Regions from separate parts of the Ovis aries genome. Here region 2 is linked to region 1. The links are chromatin contacts, called in public Hi-C maps. All regions are on one chromosome and are shown on one strand. Each heading gives the region's core, a stretch centred on a gene start, on an enhancer-like site or on the middle of the called end of the contact. The rest is flanking DNA. Distances are from core to core; before and after follow the strand shown.

Evidence for each region. A called contact is a pair of places that touch in the nucleus more often than the background predicts.
Region 2: a Hi-C map of tail adipose tissue shows a contact between it and region 1, with 4 times the contacts expected there. The contact joins two enhancer-like sites. A contact is called at or near these places in 3 of 16 Hi-C or Micro-C datasets (mesenteric adipose tissue, skin fibroblasts and tail adipose tissue).

Annotation. Positions count from the first base shown.
Region 1 is chr1:54,450,072-54,453,574 of ARS-UI_Ramb_v3.0, forward strand. The region is part of intron 1 of DNAJB4 (DnaJ heat shock protein family (Hsp40) member B4); the gene reads left to right. Among named protein-coding and RNA genes, the nearest start is that of DNAJB4, 34 kb to the left of the region's middle. Within about 2 kb of position 1,955, at least 4 of the 54 cell types and tissues checked have an H3K27ac peak or open chromatin away from gene starts, as enhancers often do.
Region 2 is chr1:54,544,889-54,548,391 of ARS-UI_Ramb_v3.0, forward strand. The region is part of intron 3 of GIPC2 (GIPC PDZ domain containing family member 2); the gene reads left to right. Among named protein-coding and RNA genes, the nearest start is that of TRNAG-CCC, 44 kb to the left of the region's middle. Within about 2 kb of position 1,768, at least 13 of the 54 cell types and tissues checked have an H3K27ac peak or open chromatin away from gene starts, as enhancers often do.

The sequences.
Region 1 (3,503 bases), core at 705-3,204:
ACCTGTTTTTTTTTTTTTTTTAATGAATTTTCTGCCAGAGACAGTAAAGATTCTTCGGTCATTTAAAATCTTAAGATTGGCAGTTCAAACTCTGGGTAGTTTATATTTTATTCACAAAAACAAAAGAAGTTTTTTGCCTTTTTTCTTATGACAAAGCTAGTTTAGATTAAACAGGACAGAATCTTCTCTCTGAGAAGCCGAAGGCCCAGGCATTTAGCTGTAGTTGTTTTTGGCATTCTGCCTGGAGAGGAAAGAATTTTCCTGATGTCATAAAATACCAGAACAAGTTTTTAGCTTAATTGTAAACACTAATTGTGTGCCAAGAAAATGAGATCTCAGAAATGCAATTTTTGACCTAAAATGGCCACCTTCTTAGAACAATGACTGATTTACTTTAAGATAACATTATTTCTTTTGAAATTTTACTATCTAGGTGTAGAGGAAGGCATGATAACTTCCCTTTCCTCTCCCTGCCACACTTTTGTTTCTTGGATTGTGAGATCTGAAACTAGTTGAATACAGTAAATGGGAGTAAAATATAAGATTATCCTTTTATCATTCTGGATTTTAAATTGTCCATCATCACCATATAAATGTAGCTGTAAAGTAAGACGATTTAAAATTGCTAATTAACAGCAACAAGAACATTTTAATTTTTACAAGTTCTATAATTTCAACTTTTTATATCAGGATTAAGTTATTACTAATTTTTTCCCCAAATATTATTTTAAAATCATTCACTGTAGTTATGAAACTTTTTTTTTGCTTTATTGCATTTAATGTTAAATTTCCCTAATTAAAAATCTATCTTAAAATACACTGAAGTGGTAACTGTGTATTTTGAGTTAAAAAGTTAAATCTAGGGTAATTGTATAGAGGTTTTTGGTTTTTTTTTCTTGTTATGCTTTTTCTTTTTGATCTGAGTTGCCCCAAATTGCAGTTTCTGCTGCTATGAGGACCTGCGGTGTCAGGTTCCTGCAAAGTAAAGATTGAAAAAAGCAAGTAGTGGGCAGTTCAGTCCTGCTGGTTCCTTATGGCCGTACTCAAAATACTATGATTTCTTTCATCTCAAAAGCTAAGCAGGATTCTCAGATACTACTAGCTATATACTACTCTTTCTGAAGTTATTTTGTAAATAAATCTATAAACACGGTATAACACTATGAATTCCCATGAAAAAGCAAATATCCATTGATTTAATCCACACCTCACTAACAGCCCAAATCTGTCTATAACTAAACCATAAGATTCAGTGTTTCTAAGGATATTTATCTTCAGAATTTTCATGTCACCAAATGATACATTTTTCTCGGCCTAACATTACCTCTTAATAGTGTTTTTCTTGAGTTATATTCCTCCAGTTTGATTTTTACTGAGCGTCATCAGTGAAGTGAATTTTTAAAAAACTAAAACAGGATCATCTATGTACCCCAAATCTTTTAGATAATTGATATAAGCAATAGAAGTAATAGTGAGGGAAGAATAAGTTTTTTAAAGCATTGAAATATATTATTCAGAAATACTATTTTCTACTTATATTACTTTAAAATACAGTTAAAATGAAAGTTATTTTATTATGTTTTAGAAATTATTCTTTACAGAAAAGCATTATAATTATTTATCCTTTATTCAGAATATCTCATTAAGTATACTGTTAAAACGTGGAAAAATATTTGTGTTTCTTTGCCTGTCATTGATTTGTTTATGCTTGCAGGCCTGGTTGCATAGCCCTCTGTGTTTCTCTAGAAGTAACAAAACGCTAATTTACCTGGTACACTTTTCCCCCTGAATTATTATATTCTCTTTTACAACCTGAAGCTGTGGGAATAAACCATGAACTGAGAATTGTATGAGTTAAACATGCTAAATTTATATATTTAGGACTTAAGAGAGCCAGTGATCCCAGTATATTTGTGTTTTTAAAATGTCTAATATCCACAGTTTTAAATGCTGGGTTTTAAAAAAGCTAGATAAAAAAAGAGATGTTTTAAATTTACCATATGACCCAGCATTTCCACTCCTGGGAATCTATAAAAGAGAAATGAAAATACAGGTCCACACAAAGACATGTACGTGAGTATTCATAGCAGCATCATTTGTGATGGCCCCAAATGAAAATATCCGAAAGCCATCATCTTTTAGTAAATGGATAAATGAAGTGTGGTATATATGTATACACACACACAACTTAGCAATTAAAAGGACTGAGTTAATAAAACATGCTTTGTAAATGAAATAACCTCAAACATTAGAAGTCATATGTAAATGACTACATATTCTATTATTCCATTTATATAAAATGCATGGAAAAGGCAAATTTATAGACAAAATAGATCAGTGGTTGCCTAGAGCTAGAGGGGGTAGCAAGGATTAACTCCAAATAGAAATGAAAATACTCTTTGGGTTGATGGAAATGTTTTATAACTGGATTGTGGTGATGGGTGCACAGTTCTATAACTTGACTAAGACCAATGGTATATTTACAATGGGTTACTTTTATAGTATGGAATAAATAAAATTGTTTTATAATAGAGACATTTCTCCATAGTTGAATAATTTGAAAACAAAAAACAGGACTACTGAAACTTGAAATTGGATTTTGATCTAATTTCTCCTCCAAAGTTTTAGGTTTAGTTCTGAATTGTTCTGTGAATGTCAACAGAATTTCATATTAAAAGACTTAAAAACAGATTTTCAGTAACACATCCTTATAGTAGCCTAGTTTTCTAACATTTCTTTCTCTTCATATCTTCCTTTTTTTATTGTTTATGTTTCACTCAATAACTTAAAATTTAAATACTTAAAGATAGTATTTATATAATCAAATCTGTGTTTAGTACATTAATCTTTATACTAGCTATTAATCTTTATACTAGTTTGCTGCTTCTGTTCTTTATATAGTTAATTAACAATCTACTATATATTTAAAAAAGTAAATTGGATTTCTATGAATCAAAACTTTAAAGAATCTCATTGTGCTAGTTAACTCTAAGTGTTGTTATAAATTTGGATTTTTACATATTGCTGCTGCTGCTGCTAAGTCGCTTCAGTCGTGTCCAACTCTGTGCGACCCCATAGATGGCAGCCCACCAGGCTCCCCCGTCCCTGGGATTCTCCAGGCAAGAACACTGGAGTGGGTTGCCATTTCCTTCTCCAATGCATGAAAGTGAAAAGTGAAAGTGAGGTCGCTCAGTCATGTCCAACTCTTAGCGACCCTATGGAATGCAGCCTACCAGGCTCCTCCGTCCATGGGATTTTCCAGGCAAGAGTACTGGAGTGGGGTGCCATTGCCTTCTCCAGTTTTACATATTAGATCTCCTTAAAAGAAGTTATTAAAGTCATATAATTTTTTTCCTTGAAGTCCTAATTTTTCTCCAGCGCTGCTGCTTTTAATAAACTTTAATCAACTAATTAAATGGATATCATTGTTATGAATAATATCCCAGACACATAATTTTTTTTTTTTTGCAAATTGGTTGGTTGCTTGTGTTTTAAATAATAGC
Region 2 (3,503 bases), core at 518-3,017, 95 kb after region 1:
ACCACTAGACTGCCTGAGAAGTCCCAACATTACCTTCAAATTGTCTTCCCCAGATGATCCATATTATTGTCCCTAGATGAATTATAGTATATATATATGTGTATATATTTAGTCCCTTGAAATAAAAGTGTGCTCTAAGACTGGCACTAGTACAAGAAATGACAAGTAATGCTTCATAATCATATGTAATGAGAAACTCTATATCTTGATGAAATTTGAAATTGAAATTGAAAGTTGCTCAGTTGTGTCCGACTCTTTGCGATCCCATGGACTATAGAGCCCATGGAATCCCCCAGGCCAGAATACTGGAGTGGGTAGCCTTTTCCTTCTCCAGGGGATCTTGTCAACGCACAGGTCGAACCCAGGTCTCCCGCATTGCAGATGGTTTCTTTACCAGCTGAGCCACCAGGGAAGCCCAAGTGTCTGAAGAGGAGGGCAGAGAGCTGCAGACCCCAAAGTAAAGTTGTCAACTCTAGTTATTATTGTTTTGTAGGCATGTGTCAACCTCCAAGAGAAACTTAACTTTTGATTTTTGATGAGAAATCACCAACTTTTAAAAGTTGGCAATTAGTTTAAAAAGTCTGAAAACACTGCACACTCCGCAAATATGCCTGGGACCACGGGCCACTGAGCTACCTGTTGACAGCCTTGGCGCATAAGAATTATCCTCTGTGCTCATGTCCTTTTCCCCGGTGTCAGCCATGCTCACTGAAACTTCTTAGGTACCCAGTAGGAAAAAAATTTCAAGTGATTTATTCCCAAGAGGGGTAGAGGCCTGATAAACTGAGAGTCACGCAGTTGGGAGGGACTCTAAAACATCAACTGTCCATTGTTTGCTTTTAGAGTCTTGGAACCCGGGGTCTGGGGCACACTGCCTTCTCTTTCCTCCCTTAGCCTTGCTGTCTTGGACCTTCATGGCTGGGTCTTTGCTTACACATTTTGCCCAGGAAGTTTCTGGCTCATGAGAGGGCAGCACGGGAGCCCACTTGGACCCTATGATTAATACAGTGATGTGATGACATCTGTTCTTGTGAATCTGGTTAATATGAGTCAATCCCTAAGACTCAGGTCAGCTCTGGGAACACTGGAAAAAAGCCTTTCTGGGCCTGCAATGCTGAAGGTCATTGGCACATACAACTTGCAAAGTCTTGCAAGTCCTGAGTTGCCATCTGGCTGCTGTTTTGTTGCTGTGTAACTCCAGAGCTGGAAATTATAGAAATGCATTAGTGAATCTGGTAAAGTAGCTTAGTTCACCTATACAGGTGGTTAGAGGAAGAGGCTGTACATTTCCTCTTCCAGGATGGAGTGTTGATATGTCTGCTCACTTGACCACATGGTGTCATGTAACTCTAACAAGAGATGTTTTGAGTGGGGATTGAGGGTCCAGTGAGATGGACACTGGAGGGCCCTCACTGCTCCGTGCTCCCCTGAGGGGCTTGGCTTAAATTCAGTTGGGCCACTTTGGAGAATCTGAGTAGAGTAGTGGATCATCTTTTGTTTGTACCCTTCTGTAAATGGAAGGGAGAAAAATCACAGTTCTACAGGAAATAGAATGAAAAGGAGACCTTTGTATTTGAAGTGATAGCTTTCTGAACATTCAAAGAGAGACTTTAGCATGTTTCTCGTCCCGAGCAAAGCAATGCAAATGGTTTTGTGGGAGAGGGTGTGGGAAGAGCAGATGGCTCTCTTTCCAGGGTGGATGTGTCAGCAGAAGCAAGTGCAGCAGCAGCCGCCCCAGTGTGAGAGTCGGACCGCTGGGCGTGGCACCTTTCACCCGGCAGCCCTCTGAACGCGTTAGACAGCATTCTATCTAGCTGGTGTTCTCAGTGCACATGCAGATGAGGTGTGGTGGTTTAGATGCTAAGTTGTGTCTGACTCTTCTGAACCCATGGACCGTAGCCTGCTAGGCTCCTCTGTCCATGAGATTTCCCAGGCAAGAATACTGGAGTGGGTAGCCATTCCCTTTTTGGGGGATCTTTCTGACTCAAGAATTGAACCTGGGGTCTCCGGCATGGCAGGCAGATTCTTTACTGACTGAGCTATAAGGGAATCCCTACAGATGAGAACTTATTCCTAACTTCACAGAATTTGTAAATGGGTAGCTGTGTTTTAACTCAGAGTCTCTGATTATGAAGTCCATCTCTTGTTGGATACAACTGTGTCTGTACGTACCCTCCTCTTAGGGACATCAGGGCTCTGAGCCTACTCTGAATTGTACTCCAGGCCAATTCAGGCCCTTAAGGGAACAGAACAAGATGTAGTTCTGTGCAAAAGCAGAAGAATGCCCCACCTCCCCACACTCGCCCTGTGTGTGGGTTGGGGAGCTAAGCTTGGTGTGCTTGTTCTCTGTGGGCCTTGGCTGATGTCAGCTCTCCTCTTGCCCTGGGGCTCAGGGTGGGACCAGAGACAGACATCTCCTCTATTCCCCCATCTCTCCCTAAATGTCATGATGTAGCAGGGGCCGGGCTGTTTACTGACAATGCCAGTTAAAATGGTATCATAAAAAATTACAAGTAGGTATAAGCATTTTATTGAAAACATAAATCTTCATTCTTTCCCTACTCTTCAGATGTAAAAAACTCTGAGAGGACACAAATTGGAGTTCTATTAAGTCTTTCTTTAGTGATCAGAATGGTAATACACATCTATGGGTTCTGTTTCATATCTAAAACCCAGATATGTGAAATGCTGGAAGTTTAAAGATATTTTCCTAATCTCCTAGTGTCATCTTGCACACACCTTTACCCCCGCCGCCGCCCCCCCCCGCAACTCGCCTTTATGGAGTCTTTCCAAAGCAGTTAACCTAGTTTTCCTAGTAATAATAACTCTTTTGTTTTGCACTTCTTTCATCAGTTCATATAGTTTTAAATTAAATTACATAATTAGAGTAATAGACACAATTGCCACAAAAGGGTTGGGAGTTGAGACGTCTGCTTCCTGGTGACATCCATCTCAGCTGTGGGAGCCTGCTGTGCACCCTTGAGCTGTGAGTGTCCTGTGCTCTGGGTGACATGGGGTGGGGGTGGGGGAGCCCGGAGTCTAGTGAATCCTTGGAGCTGCAGACTGATTTCCAGCGTCTCCTGTGTGAACTGCATTCCTCCCGTCGCTCATCCCCAAGAGAGGCCTTAAGCACATCCATTCATGAGGAGTGAAATGGCAGATTTAGGGCTCGGCCTGGGTGGTCTGAGAAGCTTAGATGGGCCAGTGCCCTAGAAGTAAGCCAGATTAACAATATTTACAAACATTAAAAAAACAAAACTTTTCTTTCCCCTGCAGGCTAACAGGACCATCCTGCCTGGTTTTATGTATAAACCGGTTGATGTACTTCCCTGAATCAGGATGGTAGAGGAACATGGCTTCTGTTTCTTCAGCCATAAAAACTGCCTTTTGGGACGCTAAGCCAGAACTAAAATTTCAGCTTTTGTTTTGGTGCCACCAAGTGGTTGGCTTTGAGATAACACTTTGGAGCCAAAGATGACAAACATAATGATTCGAAAAAACAA